Linked DNA regions of Mus musculus: region 1 is linked to region 2. A link is a contact called in public HiChIP or PLAC-seq data. All regions are on one chromosome and are shown on one strand. Each heading gives the region's core, a stretch centred on a gene start, on an enhancer-like site or on the middle of the called end of the contact. The rest is flanking DNA. Distances are from core to core; before and after follow the strand shown.

Region 1 (4,572 bases), core at 1,410-3,909, 440 kb before region 2:
TGTAGTCCCAAAACCATAACAAGATAAAAACTAGATTAGATTATGACATTAAATCTCATTTTTACAGTATTGTTTGTTGTAATAACATTTGTGACATTAGAGAAAACAACCCTTCAGAACGGTTTTTAATTTTCAGATGTTTAATTCTCTTTATGTCAGAACTCCTTGGAGAAATAGACCCATCTGAGAAGCATACTGGAGAAAGAGGAAGAAGGAAGATGTCAACTTGCCACCTTCAAATTAGAAAACTTGGAACTGAGGCCAGAATGGCCGGATCACACTGTGTGGCATCTGTGACCAATGAGCCTTAACTCAGGCCTGAAAGAGCTTAAAAGACGGGAACCAGAAATGTGAGACTTGTTTTCTTGCTCCATTTCATTGGTACCTTGGTTGTATGTGACTATCTCTCCATGGCACAAGTGGGCAACAGAGTCTACACATACACATATACACTTTAACATATTTTTAAGAGATTTCATGTGTGTGAGTGTTTGTCTGCATCCATGTACTACATATCCACACCCCCTGCTGTTCAATGCCCATGGAGGCCAGTGTAGGGCATTGGGTTCTTAAACCTGGAGTCTTAGAGTTATCAGATGTCATATAGGTGCTGGGAACCAAACCCAGGTTCTCTGCAAAAGCAGCAAGGGTTTTTTACCCAGATAGCCTTCTGGTCAATACACGCGCATGCACCCGCACACACCCCACGTTCTACCTGGATGTCAAGAGGCTAAGTGTTCAAATTCAGCTAAAGAGACAACAAAGCATGTGAAAAATTTAAAATAAAATCTTTGTTACAACTTTGAATTAAAACTATGGTGAGATTTGTGGGTGCATATGTGTGTGTGTGTGTGTGTGTGTGTGTGTATGGGTGGGTGGATGTGGGTGTGTACTTTCGGGTACATCTTGCTGCATTGCCTTCTAGAAATATTATATCAATATTCCTACCCACTGTGTATTTGAGAAAGCCCATTTCCCTCACTAACACTGGACATCACCTCCCTTTTGAATGGTTGCCAATATTCTATGAATACTAGTCTCCTGCTATTTTCATATGCAGCCTTAATTATTAGTGAGATTGGACAACTCTTGATGTTATTGCATTGGTCCTTTTAATCACAGAGGAAATGATGTCATTGTAGCTGAAGGGGAAGCAGAAACATTCAGATGAGCTATCGTATTTCAGAAGGTCCTGTCTAGCCAGATGTGCTGGCTTCTTTATTAGCACCATGACAGTGGTTATACTTCAGCCGTTCTATTTGTGGTCAGTCCTCACGAGCCTCTGAAAAGGGGATCGCTGTTGCTCCTAAGTGTAAAAGGATGGGATGGAGAGAAGGAATCTGATGGGTCTGTGATCCCACGGGCAAAAACAGACTTGGGGATGAAGCAGATTTGTTTGTTTTGAGTGGTATGTATGAAGTAGGCTATTGAACCCAGGGTCTCCGGCATGCTAAACGTATGCTGTGCCACCAACCAACACAATCAACACTACAGTCATGAAGCCCAATTTTGTAGATTCTAGTCTTTACTTCATCCTTACTGTACTGTGTTGGCAACTGAAAAAAAAAAAAGCCAAATTCCTGGGCACACATTTCTCCAACAGTAAAAACTACGTGTGCATACTTAGCCCAGGGCTGAATATACATAACCTTATTGAATTCTCGGAACAACTCCACGGGGGAAAGGACAAATTATTGGCCACCCAGGCAGGATTTTAACATCTGAGGGCCACGCCTGGGACCCCTGGGTCACATGTTCTCACTTCAGCTAACACAGTGTATGCTAACACATCCTCCAGACTGAATGTTGCCACGAAAGTGTGAAATGTATTCACAGGGTGAAAGACGATTACAAGCTGAGAACCAAGGCCGAGCAAGGGATGACTTGTCTATACTTTTTGGGAGTAGAAGAATATTTCGTGTGTGATTGTTTTCTACATTGTTAAGAGGCCCAACGCGCCTGGTGCCTGTATTTTAGAGGCCACTAGAATCTCCCAGGTGGCAGAACAGCACAAACACTTCTTTCTGAATTGGCCCAGTATAGGAGTGTTACTTGTCTGGTTGCAAACCATCAAACAAAAGGACCCCGTCCTTGAGTATATTATATGTTTATTAGATGCCAGGTGTGATTGTGTGCAGCTGGCCTGGTTAGGCTAGGCCAACCCTTTGTACAGGGCCTCAGGTTTGAAAGTGTGCCCTGGAGAGGCAAGAGTCTATTGCTGTTCCTTCCTTTGAGCCAGATCTTCAGCAGTCCCTCAGAGCTCCCGGTGCAGCCTCTGTCTACAGACAGTCAATAAATGTCAATGTGTACAGCTTGACGGATGTCTGCTGTTTGGTGCAGGGCTCAGACATCGCTTTTCCAGGCCTGGATCATATCTTTCTTCTGGATCACGGAGGCAGCAACAGGCAGGTGAATCATCCCCTCAGACGAGGGAACAACTTGTACAGGGCAGCGCCTGATGTCTGTGGATCTATCCCTTCCCAAACCAGCCTGGCTCAGCTCTCTTCGCCATGACAGCAGGCAGACACATTGATTTAGTTGCATCCTTTCTGTTAAGCCCACACATACCCAGGGCTGTTGTGTGAGCTCGTGTGACCTTCAGAAAGAGCAGAGCCTCTGGGTGCAATCTATAGAGCTTTGGAAAACTCCAAGAGGAAAGGATAACAAGTGGCTACTTGGAGTTTGGCTTTGGGCCTATAAGTGCCTGCAGCCAGCGGGCCATGTTTACCAAGTTGGGCCTACTTCTGGACAGCCAGGCAGAAGCAGGATTTAAACCTTTGCTTGTTTCCATTTGCTCAAAGAAGATAATTTGTTATGGAGCAGTCAGAGCACAGGGAGGAAGTGCTCATTCCTGAGACAAGAAGATCTTTATAGCAGTTAGACTTCCTCTCCTGTGTAGACAGAAGAGGCCTACTTCCTTCTTGCTGCTTGGTTGGGGCTCACTATAATAAGACAGCTTGCTGTCACAAAGCAAACGTGTCCTTAAATCAGTGCATGCCACATGCAATCTATACACGGTGCGGTGCCAACCTCTTAAGTTTGATGGACCCGCCTCTCTAGGAGGGGTGGTGAAGGGAAATAAGGGTGCCTCTTACTGAGTCCCACATGGCTCTACTTCCTCTGCTGAGAAGAACTGGGCAGAGGATTTTCTGGGGGAGGCTCAGGAACTATAAACTATCATTTGAGGCTCTTTCCAGAGGTTCTCTTGCTGGCAGGCATGCAGCAGAGGCATCAAGATGCTTAGAGGAGAAGATGGAACCTTTGTGAGTTTCCCGGGCTCTTTGCCCCCACTCCATGACTTACCTTTCAGTTGCTGTGCTGCATGGCTCCCCAGGAGCTAGAGCAGGAATGCGGCTGCTTTGTCAGCTGAAGCCTCGGTACCCAGAAGGCAGCGTAGGCAACGGGGAGAGAAGGGGTAGAAGATGCCAAGGCTGCTATCTTTACGTTTGTTCTGCATGCTCTCCATCCACTTTGCAGCTTTGTCTTTTGATCCAGACACAGGCCACAGCCACACCAGACAAATCACTGGAAGTGGTAAAAACTTTATAAACTTGAAGAGAGTGCCCTGCAAATACAGTATACTTCTATAAACGCCAGGGACACTCAGTGGGGGGACCAGCTCAGCTCTAGAGGTCTCATATTCTTTATTTGGGTTTTTTTTCAGAGCTCTACTTGTCTTGACACTAAGGCTTCTGGATAAGAAGTGACTATGATCTTCAGGTATCCTTCTAGAGCTATACTTTGGTATACAGTGTGGTCTAGAAAAAGATTGGAATTTGGACTCAACCAACCTGGGACTAATTATGGGAGGTCACCATTTAGGAACTTTACAAATTGCCTGAGTTCTGATTTCCTTGCCCCTCAAAGAGAGTTTATAATTACATCTTACCTGAAACGGTTTCGGGAAGATCAATTGAGAATTGAGAACAGACCTGGCACCGTGTAAAGTGCTTTCGCAGTACAGTCTTTATTGGTCTCCTGCCTTAGAAGTAGAACTTTAAAGTCCCTTTCAATTTCACAGTCCTGTGATGTTAGGCTTTCTACAACACAGTCACCCACAGTCTCCAGAGTTGCGCACGGCCCAGTGGGATGGCTTTGTCCTCTGGATGGGATATGGTTTTGCAACATCTTAATTTTTTGTCCAGAGTTGAGCTCCATAAATCATCACAGCAACAATGGGCCAGGAGTTCCTGCGCATCTTCCTGCCAAGGCTGTATTGTTAGACATGAGGTCAGCATCACAGAGGCTGTCTGGAAGGCTGGTAGAAGGGGGGGCTGCCATGATGAGTTAGTGCCTTCTGGATGAGGTGTTTCTCTGAGAGTGACTTATACAGGCAAGGCCAAAGAACCAAGTGTTGAGTTTGGCTAATGCCCGCTAGAGAGCTGTCAAGACATTAAGGTTAGTTCATGGCTTAAAAATGTCTTGAATATCAATCTTGTCTTTTTTTTTTAACTGTGAGGAGGAGGCGTATTTGGTCAGTCTTGCCAAGAATAGGGGTTATGGCTGAGGTTTTGATATCAAATGGAAACAGCAGAATATAGTAGACTGTTTTTGGAATCCTAAAACCTGGGT
Region 2 (4,371 bases), core at 1,446-3,945:
TATTCTAACCAATGGACTTTACGGTCTTCTGTTTAGGGATGGACACAATAACTTTGTGCCCTTTCAAGTTTATTTTTCAAATATGATAAACAAATACTGTCTTGTCCATAATAGTAAAAAGTAGAGTCTCACTATCTCTTGTGTATTACAAGATGGACAGAAGTCCCAGTGATAGCCTGCCCAGGAGTCTCAAGACCCTACCCGTCCCTGGGATGTTTCCATGTTCCCCTGAGATTCTTTCCCTGTTCCTAGACCATCATTCCTATTGTTGGGACCCCCTTCTTAGCTCCTAGGACTCCTTTCCTCCCTCATCCTGGGAACCTTTCCCTACTTCTAAGACTCCCTCCTTATTCCTAGGGCCTCCTCCCAACTCTAAGACCCATACTCTATTCCTTGGACGTGTTCCCTGCCCCCAGGGCCCTTCCCTACTGCAGGAACCCTTCCTTGCTCCTAGAACTCCTCCTCTGCTCCTGGGACCCCTTCCTTGCTGTCAGGACACCTCCCCTGCTTCTGGGATCCTTCCTCTGCACCCTGGGATACCTTCCTTTATCCACAGATCTCTTCCCTGTCCCGGAAACACGTTTCCTTACCCTGAGGTCTATTCTTTGTTCCTAGGGCCCCTTCCTTGCTCCTCATAACCCTTCTCTACCCTTGGTTTCTGGTCCCTGAGGAGAGCTGCCTGGCACATAAAATGTAACTACACAGTGGGACTAGCAGAGGTTTCCAGACTGTTTGACATCCCTTCAACCATGCTGAACAGGCCCATGGGTATTTTTCCTCAGGAACTCGGAGATTGCAATCCTTCCTGTCAATCTTGTATGAATGACTGAGTGTTGACAAGGTTTTCTGTGGCATTTCTTCCCAAAGCAGCAGGGGCAGATTACCTCAGACCCTTTTCACCCAGGAATACCCTGCTCCTCATTCTCCATGTTTGGCCTTCCACAAACGTCCTCCATGCATTTCCTGCCTCCTGTCTCCTGCCCACTGCCCACTGCCCACTGCCCCCTGCCTCCTGCCCCCTGCCCCCTGCCTCCTGCCTCCTGCCCCCTGCCTCCTGCCCACTGCCCCTTGCCCCACTGCCTCCTGTTCCCTCCCCCTGCCTCCTGCCCACTGCCCCCTCCCCCACCCCTGCCTCCTGCCCACTCCCCCACTGCCCCCTGCCCCACCCCCTGCCTCCTGCCCACTGCCCTCTGCACCCTGCCCCACTGCCTCCTGCCTCCTGCCCACTGCCTCCTGCCCCCTCCCCCTGCCTCCTGCCTCCTGCCCACTGCCCCACTGCCCCCTCCCCCACCCCCTGCCTCCTGCCCCCTCCTCTCTGCCCCCTCCCCCTGCCTCCTGCCCCCTCCCCCCTGCCTCCTGCCTCCTTCCCCACTGCCACCGCTGAGCATTTGCTTCTCCATAGCTTTGTGTGACGCCCCTGCTATTCTTCAGGCTGAGTTCTATCCTGTCTGCTAGAATATAAGAACTGCAGGGTCCTGGACAGCAAGTCCCCAGTAGTCCCTGTAGCCTCCATATATCTGATGTCTCATAACCTCCCTTTCCTGTGACTGGGACAGATCTAGCATGTAAGTATACCCACTAAATGTGCCTGGACCTCTTCAGAAATCTTTTTTCAGTGGAATGCTATTTATATGCCATTTTCAAACGTTTTTGCTGCCAATGGGTGGCTTGGAAGTAGTTTAGTACTTTCTAGCCTCAGTTGGTCTTGGTGGAAAAAAGGAAATGTCACCAAACATGAAATTTACTGACAGACATTTCAGTCAATGCCATGTGCTTCCTGAGCCAGTGATCATGAAGCCAGTAAGAACAATCAGTAAAGCAGAAAAGGCTTGGTCCACCAACTGATGACACCACAGCTAAATCCCAAAACAGAGTCTCCTGGACAGACAAAGAACTGGTCCTCACTCGGGAAGGCTATCACTGTCATAATCGCAGATGGGAGTGCATACCTGCGATTGTCCAGTTTGAGGTCATATCATATGTTCAAAAATATGGTAAAGAAGAAGAATGCTTCTGGCTAAAGCCTTTGTTAAGTGAAATACATTAGTCTCACAAAGGCAAGGGTCACATGTTTTCTGTCCTATATTATATTCAAAGTAGGAAGAGAAAAGGAAAGAACACAGAAGTAAAAGGGTTGGAAGGGACTCAGGTTTGGAAAGGAAAAGGGATAGGGGTGGGATACAGAGAATGCTGGGAGATCCAAGTACATTGCACACATACATGGAAATAACACAAGAAATCTCTTACTTTATATAATTAATACATGATAATAGAAATTTAGCAATTTTTGATGAACACAATTTATTCCAGTTGACCTAAAAATGGTGATAGTAACCTAGAGACTTCATCTGTCTACTGTACATTTTCTAGACAGTCTTACTTAAAACAAACAAACAAACAAAAACTTGGAAGGAATGGTGTAGTCATTTAAAATGTTAGCAGCAGCCCCCACCACCACCACCACCATAGGTGATTTCTATAAAATACCTGCCTACCAACTGACATCCACACCCTTTAAGAACCAAAGGATGTTGTGTGGGCTTTGCTATCTCCTTTTCTCTAGGTTTCCCAGAACAAAGGCTTCCAGGAAACTTGAGCAAGAACTTTCAGTTCCATAAATCTTCTAGACATTGTGGAATGGGACTCAGGGTTCCAAGGCCTTTGATGAATATTAAAAACCCTTCTTTGCATAACTGTCACGTCCTTTTCAAGGAAAACCCAGAAAGCAATTGCTTTCTTCTTTCCACCGCTGGCCCTGTGTCTTCAGAGGAAGCACTGTGTCTGTTTTTATGACTAGATCTTTAAGAGGGGCTGGATTAGTGAGTTTCATAAATTCAGAAGATGAAGAATCTAGAACAAATTACATATGTGACGCTCAACACAGCCTGTGAAAACCTGTCATTTCTAGAAGGTGTTAGTGACCACAGGATTGTAACTTTGGAAATGAAAACCATATAATTTCAAAGTGACTATTTGAGGTTTGATAGTAAAAAGTCAAAGCTTAGAAATTGCAACCTCAGATCTTATTACTGCCAAGTCACCTTGCCTCCTAATTAAAACAGGCACAACAACGCTCTATAAATGGATTCTATTTTCTCCCTCTAACAAACGAGAGAAAAGCAGATTTTTAATGCACTAATTAGCTTAGTGATTAATTAGCTGAATTAAGACCAGTCTTTCCACTGAAGAAGTAACAAACTAAAGACAGAGGGTTGGAATCTGAATCTTAATCCACTTGACCCATGTGAAGAGCCTCCTGTGGTATGATGGCCGAGCATCTGTCCAGGTCTTCCTGGATTATGTTCCTGAATGAAAAAAGAAAAGAAAAGAAAGAAAAGGAGAAGGACATGACTACTCCTAAACTTTGGAGAATTTTTTATTGTGTATATAAGGGATTTGGAAGATGTCAGAGGAAAGAGTCCAGACTGAAAATGGAGGCAGACTAAACCGGACCATAAGAGGAGATGAGGAGAGCAAGAGAAGCCCTTAACAAAATGGCTGGATTGCATGGGGTCACGGTGAGGGAAGGGAAGCAGCCTCTAAGAGTAAGAGGTTTAGAGTGGAGGCCAGATCAGGAGGTGCTGGGAGGAGCCACAGGTACTGAGGGAGGCTGGGAGAGCTGGGAGGAGCCACGGGTATTGAAGGATGACGGGAGAGTTGGAGAGTAACCCCCTTAATATGTTGTTGATAGGCACCTCAACCATTTGACTGGGTTCTGAAACCCAACAATTTCTAGTGTCTGTGGTCTTAAGCATTTCTGGGTCTCTGGGTAGGTATTATGCCTACACTTGAATAAGTTGAGTGTTCCATACTACCTGACTCTCATGGGTATATTTGTGGTTTGCATAGTCTAAACCATAATCAATATATAGGAGGGTTCAATGAGCAAATGATTTTGGAAAATGCTGTGTTATTTGCCTCGTGGATCTATAACAAAATCTATTAACAGCGTGTGACATTAGAAATTATTCTACTCTGTTTAACCCCGTGTTTCCCAGCTTTTAATTGTCCAGGACCCTCCTTTTGGCACAGTGCATATTATCAGACACATAACTAGTTAGCATCTTGAGGGCCCGACAGTTGTGTGACTAATGGGTAAACACTTGGTTTTTCAATACTCTCCCTAACTATGCTAATTGGCTCTCTCCCTCACCTGCTTTCCCTTTTCCTGTGTCTTGGCATCTTAGGTCATTGGCCCCTCCTACTGCAGCATCAGGAGCCTTGTCTTGTCTTCTTTCATTAAACAGCCTTGGGATGTTGGTTGCACCACTTGGCAACTTCTCAGAATCTTGGGCCTGGGAATAGGAACTTGAGAACAAAGATCAAACTTTCTTCCTCAATCTTATTAATACACTGAAATGAAAAAGATAC

What was found. HiChIP or PLAC-seq counts read pairs in DNA pulled down with a chosen protein or histone mark.
Region 1: an H3K27ac HiChIP or PLAC-seq map of acute myeloid leukemia shows a contact between it and region 2, with 2.8 times the contacts expected there. The contact joins two enhancer-like sites. A contact is called at or near these places in 1 of 115 datasets of contacts at active chromatin or transcription factors (acute myeloid leukemia) and 1 of 9 other capture datasets (embryonic tail).

What each region holds. Positions count from the first base shown.
Region 1 is chr8:26,906,083-26,910,654 of GRCm38.p6, reverse strand. No RefSeq gene overlaps it. Among named protein-coding and RNA genes, the nearest start is that of Gm45572, 58 kb to the left of the region's middle. Within about 2 kb of position 2,659, at least 27 of the 459 cell types and tissues checked have an H3K27ac peak or open chromatin away from gene starts, as enhancers often do. A contact at or near this core is called in acute myeloid leukemia, where this site is marked.
Region 2 is chr8:26,463,830-26,468,200 of GRCm38.p6, reverse strand. The region is part of intron 1 of Gm31983 (a long non-coding RNA gene); the gene reads left to right. Among named protein-coding and RNA genes, the nearest start is that of Gm31983, 2.5 kb to the left of the region's middle. Within about 2 kb of position 2,695, at least 1 of the 459 cell types and tissues checked has an H3K27ac peak or open chromatin away from gene starts, as enhancers often do. A contact at or near this core is called in acute myeloid leukemia, where this site is marked.